Linked DNA regions of Pelodiscus sinensis: region 1 is linked to region 2. A link is a contact called in public Hi-C data. All regions are on one chromosome and are shown on one strand. The core of a region is the stretch at or near the end of the contact, and the rest is flanking DNA. Distances in the headings are between cores, read along the strand shown.

What was found. Hi-C and Micro-C count contacts between places; a contact is called where the count stands out from the background.
Region 1: a contact with region 2 is called in a Hi-C map of blood, with 4 times the contacts expected there. The contact joins the promoter of DNAJC17 here to the promoter of RAD51 in region 2. A contact is called at or near these places in 3 of 5 Hi-C or Micro-C datasets (blood, liver and an unstated tissue).

What each region holds. Positions count from the first base shown.
Region 1 is chr4:63,500,592-63,505,574 of ASM4963464v1, reverse strand. DNAJC17 (DnaJ heat shock protein family (Hsp40) member C17) reads left to right here and starts at 2,134. Exons shown (of 12, transcript XR_012903435.1): 1 at 2,134-2,292. It overlaps ZFYVE19 (zinc finger FYVE-type containing 19), which reads right to left and starts at 1,933. Exons shown (of 12, transcript XM_075927108.1): 1 at 1,632-1,933; 2 at 895-1,080. The coding sequence starts at 948.
Region 2 is chr4:63,242,061-63,247,208 of ASM4963464v1, reverse strand. It overlaps RAD51 (RAD51 recombinase), which reads right to left and starts at 2,660. Exons shown (of 10, transcript XM_075927111.1): 1 at 2,519-2,660; 2 at 375-488. The coding sequence starts at 461. It overlaps LOC142829127 (a long non-coding RNA gene), which reads left to right and starts at 2,734. Exons shown (of 2, transcript XR_012903436.1): 1 at 2,734-2,906.

The DNA of each region.
Region 1 (4,983 bases), core at 885-3,384, 260 kb before region 2:
CAAGCTGATCACCACTAGAGTCAGCAATGCCATTTCCTCCCACAGTAGAGTAAAGGGTTCACTCTTTCCTTTGAAGGATTTGGAGACTATCAGATTACATGGACCACAAGTCTGCACTATTATAGCAATTCCTACATGTTTTAAATACAGAGAGATTACAATGTCTGTCATTAATATGCAATTAAGGAAAACAATGACAGAGACGCACATAAAAAATGTACTTAGAGTCAAACAAGCTTAGCAGGTTTTAACTGTAAAATGTAAAGCAGAGTGGGAGGTGGGGTTAGGAATGTTAAATATCAGTTAAGTGAATAGTCGAGTAACCTCACAAATTCTTATCGGTTACTCGACTATTCTATAGTCACCAGGAGAGGAGCTGGCACTCCACTCCCGAGGAGCCCCATGCCACTCCGTACTGCTGCCTCTGTATCAGAGGCAGCTGCATGGAGTGCCAGGCAGGGAGCCAATTTAAAACCAGATCCCCTCACAGGACCTGGCATGAACTGGAACTGCGCTGGGCTGCCTGCCCGCCAGGCTCTTAATACACTGTAAGTGAAGATCTGCAGCAGGGGGCTGGTCCCTAACCCAGCGTGACCCAGGACTGAAACAGGCTGCTGGCCAGCCTGCTAAAAAATGTACTGGCAAGGTGGGGTGGAGGTGGGGAGGGAAATGCGTGTAGTCTCCAGCATTAACCTATAAGCTTTTGCTTATCGGTTAATCAACTACACTATTACATCCGTAGGTGGGATTACGATTTCTGATATGAGGAACCTCAAATTGTTGGCATTTCAGATTACATTGAGCAAGCACTACCATAAGAAAACTTACTCTACTGCCTAACTGTCTTTTTAGAGAGTCAGATATTTTATCCAGCAGTGTTGAAGAGAGACTTGCCTCTTTTCTGAAGACAGTAAACTTGGATGCACAGCCATAACACCTTCTATCCATAGCGCCAATGGGCAATGCAGGCTCACTCTCTCACAGCTGTACAAAAGGAAGTAGTTTATCCCCTGAAGCTGTTTATTTGTCCAGATAGAGCTGTGCTGGAATATTCTTCTCCTTCAGAAGAGGAATGGAAGACTATTGGGGGAAATGATGAATTATGGTGTATCAGTGGTTGTTTACTTCCTGAACGACTGATTGTAGAAATGATGGTCCCAGATTCTTTCATCAGAGAGAGGAGGAGAAGGGATCAGATCCTTGCTTAACATTTACAAACAAAAACCTTTAATGAAAGCATTGATAATAATAAATAACATTATAATTTGCTGATCTCCTAAATGACTACGTTCTATGTTTACAGCTAAGATGAGATCACCAAAGTGCTCTCCCTCTCCTCCAAATCTCAGCCAGTCTAGCTCGCCTTCTTCTATAAAGCCTATCGGCAATAACATCTACAGCCCGTTGTACTGTACATGTTTGCGTACTTAGGATGCAACCTCTCCAAAGCAGAGATTTAATTCCTGCTTTAACATACTGTGCCATAACACTATTATGTATTTAGCAAACCAGAGGTGCTCCGCGCCATACGCGCACATACACACAAAGATGACAAAAATCCCTGCTCCTAGTCAGAAGCTCCCAGTCCGAACCAGGTGCCATGCAAAGCTGCAATGCTACTATGCACATACTGTAACAACCGGAATCCCAGCGAGAGTCTGGACTCAGAGTCGGTGCAAACCCCGCACAGCCCAGTGTACGGTCCCCAAGCCACGAGGCTCTGCATGTGCCAGCATCCGTCAAGCCCCTCGCCCCGTCGACTCTTGCAGTAGGATCTGATACTCCAGCTGCAGCGCCCGGCAAGGAAACTTTGCTGCCCTTATCCCACTAGCACCCGAGGTAGGCAAGAACAAAGCCATGGCAGCGCACGGCCCGATGGGAGTTGTAGTCCTTACATCCCAGCTATCCCATCCGCAGGGCTATACGGCTTGAAACAAAAAACTAAACTTCCCAAGACAATGCGCATGTCCTGCTGAGCAGAGCCTGCCGGGAGCGGTGATTTTGCCGGTAGGCCAGAGAGGGAACTTCCGGGTGGGCGGTAGACCGCGCGCGGCATTGTGGTAGTTGTAGTTCCGCTTCCTCCTAGGGCTGTAAGAATAGAGGTGAATGTGAGGCTGGAGAGACTACATTTCCCAGCAGCCAGTGGTGCGGGATAGTGGTCAGGCCCAGCGGCGCAGGGGAACCGGTCGGCCGGACAGTGGGGGCGGCGCGGAGATGGCGGTCGATAAGGAGCTGTTGCAGCTGGATCTCTACGCCTTGCTGGGGGTTGGGGAGAAGGCGTCGGAGAAGGAGGTCAGGCCTGGCCGGAGGGGGATGGGACGTCGGGCTCCCGCGGCCCCTGCAGCGCGTGTGGGGCCGCCCAGGGCCTGACCCCACGGGGGTGGCGGCGTGTCCCGCGCGCTCCCTGCCGCCGGTGCGGGAAAGCGCGTGTGGGGCTGCCCCGCCGGGGGTAGAAAAGCGGCAGCCTGTGCAGCGAGTCGTGCGCCAGCTTGAGCCCCCAGCAGCGATGCGGGGCCCGTGTTGGGCGGGGGGAGTGAAACCCCAGAGCGCGGCAAAGCCTTAAGTAACTTGGGTCCCCCTCCGCTGATGCTAGAGACGCCGCGTGGAACTGGGGGAGATGTGGAGATCTTGAGGCACAGAGGCACCGTTGGGGTGCGCCGTAGGGCAAGAGTTACTGGGGTAGATGGTGACCAGTGATAGGAAGGGCGAAGAGGAGGCAGGTGTGATGCATGTAACTTACTTCAGAGCCCTTAGGAACATCTAGTTTGTTGTAATTGTCTGTATGATGTCCATTAAAATCCCATAAATGTTTGCAAGCTTCTATTCACAATACCTGGGCCACTGGCTTTTACTGTATCTGTATCAACCACTGTCTCATCTGAACAGCGCTCTTTTTTCCCCCCAGCAAAGCCACAGTAGTTGGTTCCATTATCGTGGAGCTCATCTGAGTGCTCATCAGAAGGCAGACTTATGTTAAGGATGGATCCAGTGACTTTGCTTTAACAGCCTGTGATTAAAATGTCCTAAAACAAAGATAAAGAATAGAGAAAAAATGGGATTAAAACAAAAGACACTATGCATAATGTATCCAGTCAAATTTGCAAGACATGAACTCAATAGCTACATTTGGGCACAATTTGCCATTCCACATAAAAATTCCTCTAAGTTCTGGGAAGAAGCGAGGGCTGCTTTGTTTCTAGATCTTTGCATTTTGGTGCTGCCTGTGGACCTGCCTGGTCTATATTAGAATAATAGAATCATAGAATAATAGGACTGGAAGGGACCTCGAGAGGTCATCGAGTCCAGCCCCCCGCCCTCAAGGCAGGACCAAGCTCCGTCTACACCATCCCTGACAGATGTCTATCTAACCTGTTCTTAAATATCTCCAGAGAGGGAGAGTCCACCACCTCCCTTGGCAATTTATTCCAATATTTGACCACCCTGACAGTTAGGAATTTTTTCCTAATGTCCAATCTAAACCTCCCCTGCTGCACTTTAAGCCCATTACTCCTTGTCCTGTCCTCAGTAACCAAGAGGAACAAATTTTCTCCTTCCTCCTTGTGACACCCTTTTAGATATTTGAAACCCGCTATCATGTCCCCCCTTAATCTTCTTTTTTCCAAACTAAACAAGCCCAGTTCATAGGTCATGTTCTCTAAACCTTTAATCATTCTTGTCACTCTTCTCTGTACCCTTTCCAATTTCTCCACATCTTTCTTGAAATGTGGCGCCCAGAACTGGACACAGTACTCCAGCTGAGGCCTAACTAGTGCAGAGTAGAGCGGCAGAATGACTTCACGAGTTTTGCTTACAACACACCTGTTGATACAACCTAGAATCATATTTGCTTTTTTTGCAACAGCATCACACTGTTGACTCATATTCAACTTGTGGTCCACTATGACCCCAAGATCCCTTTCCGCCATGCTCCTTCCTAGACAGTCGCTTCCCATCTTGTATGTATGGAACTGATTGTTCCTTCCTAAGTGGAGCACTTTGCATTTCTCTTTATTAAACCTCATCCTGTTTACCTCTGACCATTTCTCTAACTTGCTAAGGTCATTTTGAATTATGTCCCTATCCTCCAAAGAAGTTGCAACCCCACCCAGTTTGGTATCATCTGCAAACTTAATAAGCATACTCTCTATCCCAATATCTACATCATTGATGAAGATATTGAACAGTACGGGTCCCAAAACAGACCCTTGCGGAACTCCACTTGTTATCCCTTTCCAGCAGGATTTAGCACCGTTAACAACAACACTCTGACTACGGTTATCCAGCCAATTATGCACCCACCTTATCGTGGCCCTATCTAAGTTATATTTGCCTAGTTTATCAATAAGAATATCATGCAAGACTGTATCAAATGCCTTACTAAAGTCTAGGTATATGACATCCACCGCTTCTCCCTTATCCACAAGATTCGTTATCCTATCAAAGAAAGCTATCCGATTAGACCAACATTAAGTCTTTATTGATGACTGTGTAACTTTATTTCTCAGTTTAGCCCAGTATTCCTTGTTGTCATGACTGGGCAATCAAAATAACAGGACTCTGTCACACATAACATTTCTTTACCTATTTGTAGACAGTTGCTATGCCTCTATTTGCCCCTTACTCTAGATAGAATATTATTCTGTCATTTTCAAAACTCTTGTAATCATTATTCACCAGTGAATTCTCTTTATTTGCCTCTCTTGAAATGGTTGCATTTCTCCTAGCTGAAGCCTAACTAATACTGTGTTTCACTGTTTATGTAGAAAGGGCCCCTGACTTGCTAGGTACTTTATAGATATAGACTAAAACAAATCCCTGTCCTGAAAAAGTGCAATATAAATCAATAACACAAACACAGGGAATGGAGAAAGGAAACCACGGATTTGGGGGATGGGAGTGAGAGAAGGGCAGAGAGGTGGGAGAAAAGACTATAGAGACTAGGATATGGAACTCTGATTTGGAGCATTCTGTCATATGTTGGTT
Region 2 (5,148 bases), core at 1,411-3,910:
AAATTTTACATGCACGTTTACACCTGAGAGGGAAGGCAGCTCTGTGGGAGCCTATGCACACAGGGAGCAGGCTTTTAAGCTGGCTCCCACCGAGCTGCCTCCCCTCACTCCATCCTTATCCCCCCACCATCACAGCCAGCAAGATGGTGGGGCAGGTGGCTCCCTAAGAGCCCAGTGCTCACAGGGAGTCTGCTTAAAAGCCAGCTCTCCACAAAGACTTGCCCTCACCCTGTGCTGCTGCCTGTGATACAGAGGCCACAGCATGGGGGGGAAGAAGGTGGGTTGCATGTAGTCAGCCAGGTTAATCGATGAACCTGGGCTTCTTAGTTAACCATTTAAGCATTTAGACTGTCACATCCCTACTTATTACATACCTCTAGCCTTGATATGGGCTGTGGACCAAAGCTTTCTTCCTCAGTTGATGTCTCTGCATTTGCTTCATATTGCATTTGCATGGCCATTGCACCAAGTATTAGATACAACTTCCCCTAAGAGAAAATACAAAAAAGGGGTGCCACTGCTCAAACATGCCTCTCTTCTACAAGAGACCACTAGTTCTTGTACCAGCCCTAGCACTGGCTGCTCTGGCCCCAGGAGCCCAAGCCCGAGGCCTGCTGCTGACAGCACGCTGTTCCAGCCAGACTGGAGCAGTCCACCGGCCAGGATTCTTTTTAGTTGGTAAACTGGTTAAACATTAGGTTAATCTAATCCAGTTAACTGATTAATTGGGATTTTACATCATTAGTCTGAGCAGCCCCCGCCCCAATCCTAACACCCTGCCCAGACTTCCCACACCATAACCCTCAGCACTGAGACCTCTCTCATACCCCCTGCCCTGATCCCTCCTCATACCTACCAAACCTGGCTCCTGCATCCCCCATTCAGAGTTCCCTGCCCTGAGCCCCTCATACAACCCAATGCTGACTCCTGCATCCCCACACCATAACTCCTGCACTCCCTGTATACCCAAGCCCTGAACCCCCCCAACTAAGGATGTAAAATCTAGGTTACTCAGGTAACCAGTTAAATGTTAGGTTAACCTAATGGTTAATCAGTTAGCTGACTAGCAGGATACCTCACTACTCCAGCCCTCACGTCTCCATCCCCTCTGTCTCTGCAAGCTCCTACACTGAGGCTAGGCTGGCTCTACTGGCTCCCAGACCCTGCGCTGGAGAAAGGACTGGCTCTGCTGTCTCCTGGCTCCCATGCTAGGGTGGGGGCTGGCTCTGGCTCTGCTGGCTCCCAGCCCCCATGCCTGTGGCAGGCTGAGGATGGGGGGCTGCTCCCAGAGGAACCAGTTAACTATTACCTGGTAAGCATCACCTAGTAATGGTGATGCTTACCAGGTTCCCATTCACATCCCTACACTCCACTCCACACTTAAATTTCTTACAAGTACTGTTGTATCTCAAACCCTCCCCACCGCTTCAAGGCCCCCCCCACGGGGGGGTGGGGGGGGGACACAGGACAGGTTGTGATAAATTTCTCACCAGTGCAGTTCTAAGTTACTTTCACCCCTTGCTTTTAAAAGTCCAGGAGGCTCTGAAACCAAAGAGATCTATGTGAAGGAACATAATAACTGACATATGGGATGAGAGATAAAGACCACATACTGCAGTATTCTATCTCCAAGAGTGACTAATACAGGTGCTTCACAGAAGGTGAAAGAATCTCACTGCAGAAAAATGTGGCAATCTGTTCCCATCAGGCCTTATCCTGGACTTTAATATTTGGAGATGGTCTTAAGTCTCTGAAGCATAAGCTTTACTATCGCTTCCAAATTGTTTATAATAAAGTTTGACAACTTGGGACATTCAGATGTACCCATATGGATCTCCAAGCCCTTTTTTTAATCCTGCTAAATTCTTGCCCTCAATGACATCCATTAGCAATGACTGCCAGTCTAATTACAATCTCTCCCCTTGTGAGATTCTTTCCCCAAACCTTTGATCACCTTCTGAACCCCTTCCAAGTCTGTATTACCCTTTTCTCAGAAGGTTTGCAACTGCACAAGACAGTCCAGAAGCAGCTGTATCACTGATTTCTATGACAAGATTCCCCATCTGCCCTCTCCTCTCCTAGTACCATTTGTAGTTCCTAGGACTTAGCTGCATGTTGAGTTGGGCTCTGTGTTGAGCACAGACCTTTGTTGACTTGTCTCCCGTGACGCTTTCAGGAGCTGGCACAGGACCGGGTGCAATGTTCGTATTTTTGGTTCAGCAACGAGGGGTCATCAAAAGCAACGGACAGGCAGGGCCCAGACGCAGCCCTGGATGACCGTACGCAGCTTTGAAGCTAGTGGGTTGCCCGGGCGAGGCTGAGCGCGGCGGAGACTGGAGGCAGCGCGGCCCTGGCTCGCCCAGCGCGGCCCGGGGTGATACCGGCCTGTGGGCCGGGCCCTGAGGCCGCGCAGCTTCCCCGGTACCGCCCGGACCGCGCTGGACGGGCGAGCCCTGCCCAGGCCCCTCGGGCTCGGGGCGCTGCCCCTGTCCTGGCGGCGAGGCCGCCCCGCACTCACCCCGCCGCGGCGCCGGCTCCTCGCCCCGGTCCGTTGGCGTTCCCCGGCCGCTGGCAGATTCGGAAAAGCCCGCCAGTCCGTCACGTGACGCGTGCGCGTCGCCCCGCCGCTTCCTGGCGCTGCCTTGTCTTCGGGCTGCCCGGAAGTTGGTGTTCCTGAGCATGCGCGTGAGAGCTGCGCGTGCTCAGTAACATCTGTTGAAGCTGCTGCCCAGTCTCTGGGGATTCCATCTGACTCCTGTTCCCCGGGCCTGGCGAGGGCAGGCCGAAGAGGTGGAAGTCTGGCGGGGCCAAGCACAAGAGGGGCAGAGGAAGGAGCTGTGCCAAGCTAGGGACAGAGGGCGATGTATTCCAGCCTGGGGCAGGAGGATGCAGTGACCCCACCTGGGGTGAGTCCTCTGCACTCGGGGGTGCTGGTTCTAAGAGCTATTGAATCAAAGTGTAGCCCTGCAGCTATAGGTGCTGAAGCCCCCCACACTCCTAGTTCCTGCTTGCAGCAGAGCTCCTACAGCCCCTGATGAGACTGTGCATCGCAGCATCCAGGGCTCTGTGTTTTAAGCAGTGGTGCTGCACCTCCATGCCTAGCCAGAGCAGCTCTTCCCTGGTTTAAGGATGTATTGAGCTGCTGAAGACTCGCTTCAGTGACATATTGCTCGCTCGCTCTCGCGCGCGCGCGCACACACACACACACACACAACCCCCCTCCCCCCAAATGATACAGTCGTCATTCATGGCTGTAGCAGTTGAAAGAATAACTTATGAGTTCATGTGTCTGCATAAAGCCTCATAGCAACTAACAAATTTGTGAATTGTTTTTTGGCTTGCCCGAAGAGGACGGCCTTGCCCTTGTAATCCATCCCAGACTTGATTTCACGCCTTTACATTATTTATTTTAATGGTATTTTTATTGCACTTGGCACTTTGCATTTGCCTTTCTTTGGCATTCTCAAGAGAAATGTCATGCTATTTATATTTGATAGCAAATAATCATTGAAGATATTAATAGTTGTTAGTAGAATTCAGCAATCACATCTCAGCATTTCTAATATAACAGCCTGTTTTTAATGCATTTATAATTTTTAAGTCTACATGTTTGATTAGAACAGATTTACTAATTGGGATCATGTGAATTCAAGAATAATTGATTTATTGGGTAGCTGTCAAAACTGCTGTAGTTTCCATGAACTGCCACTAGAAAGTGTCTTTTGTGATATATTGATTGAAACATGACCAGGTAGATCATTGTTGCTACTACTGTTATATAATTTCAACAAATCTTATATGAAGTATCAAGTAAGATGTCAATAGAAAAGTTATCGTTTGCTGAGTATGATTATGGTACTAATATGATGCATATGTGTCAGTGTATGTAAAGGGAGCAGTTGCTCCCAGGTGATTTAAAGGGGTTCAGCCCCCCCCAAGCCATTTAAAATTTCCACTGGAGCACTGCCATGGCCCTCTGGGTGGCTCTTAGGGCTACCTAATGAGGCAGAAGCAGCACACTACAAGCAGTGATGGGGGGGGAGGAGAAAGGAAGGGAGGAGTGCCGCAGGCAGTGCCATTCTACCTGAGACACCCCACCCCTTCCAAGAGCTTGGTGCTACCCTTCTACCTTGCCCAGGTTACCCTGTATGCCAATATAATTCATGTATTAGGACCAGTAGCCAGAGCTATCTCATCCATAAGACAGGTTGGAGTGGCCACCCTAGGCCCAGGGGATTGTGTAGGAGGCAAGGCACAGGGCAGCAGCAGGGGTCTGCTTCCCACCCCTGCCCTCAGGTGGCTGTGGGAGCCTCCTCTGCTCCATCCCCCATCCCCCAGCTGCTGCATTCCACTGCACTGCTGTAGTGAAGCATAGCTACCCAGCTGTGGAAGATAGTCAGCAGAGCAGGCTGGAGCAGCCATGGACCTGAGGAGGGGGCAAGCCTATCTGTTTGGATTTAAATTAGGGATGATATCTAAATTTAGCAGTTACACAATTATTTGATAGTCCCTGGTGGCAGGGGCCGCAGCCTCTGTCCTCAGGGAGTTTGAGCCTCCCGCAGACAGGTATTGCTGCCGCAGAGCAGCCTCTGGTTGAGGCAGGACCAAGCTTGCTGCGGACAGAGGCTGCTCTGTGGGATGCCAGTGCAGCCTGGGTCCATGGGGAGCTTGAGACCTTTGCAGATTCAGCCCCTTGCCATTTTGCACTGCTGCCTCTCTAGCAGAAGCAACACTGTAGGGGAGAAGGCTCCATAGGATCTAGTGCTCACGTGGAATCAGCTTAAAAGCTGGATTCCCACAGGCACTGGCTCTCATCTCCCCCTCCCTTGCTGCTTCTGACAGAGGGAGCTAGTGTATGCATGGGGGGAGGAGAAGAGAGGGGAAATACATGTAGTCAATAGAATTAATAAGCCTAGTCTTATCAGTTAGTCATGTAATCAACTACACATTGACAGCCCTAGTTTAAATAGCCACTCATTAAGTTTAGTGGTGATACAAGGACTGAGGAAGCTGCTTTTCTGACTACTTGTTAGCTTGTGTGGTAAAACAAAAGTTTACTGTCGTTGTTGGATTGCTACGTCTTGTGGGAGAATAGCCACCAACTCAAGAGGCATTTACCCTACTTCTCAGCAGTTTTTCTCTGATAAG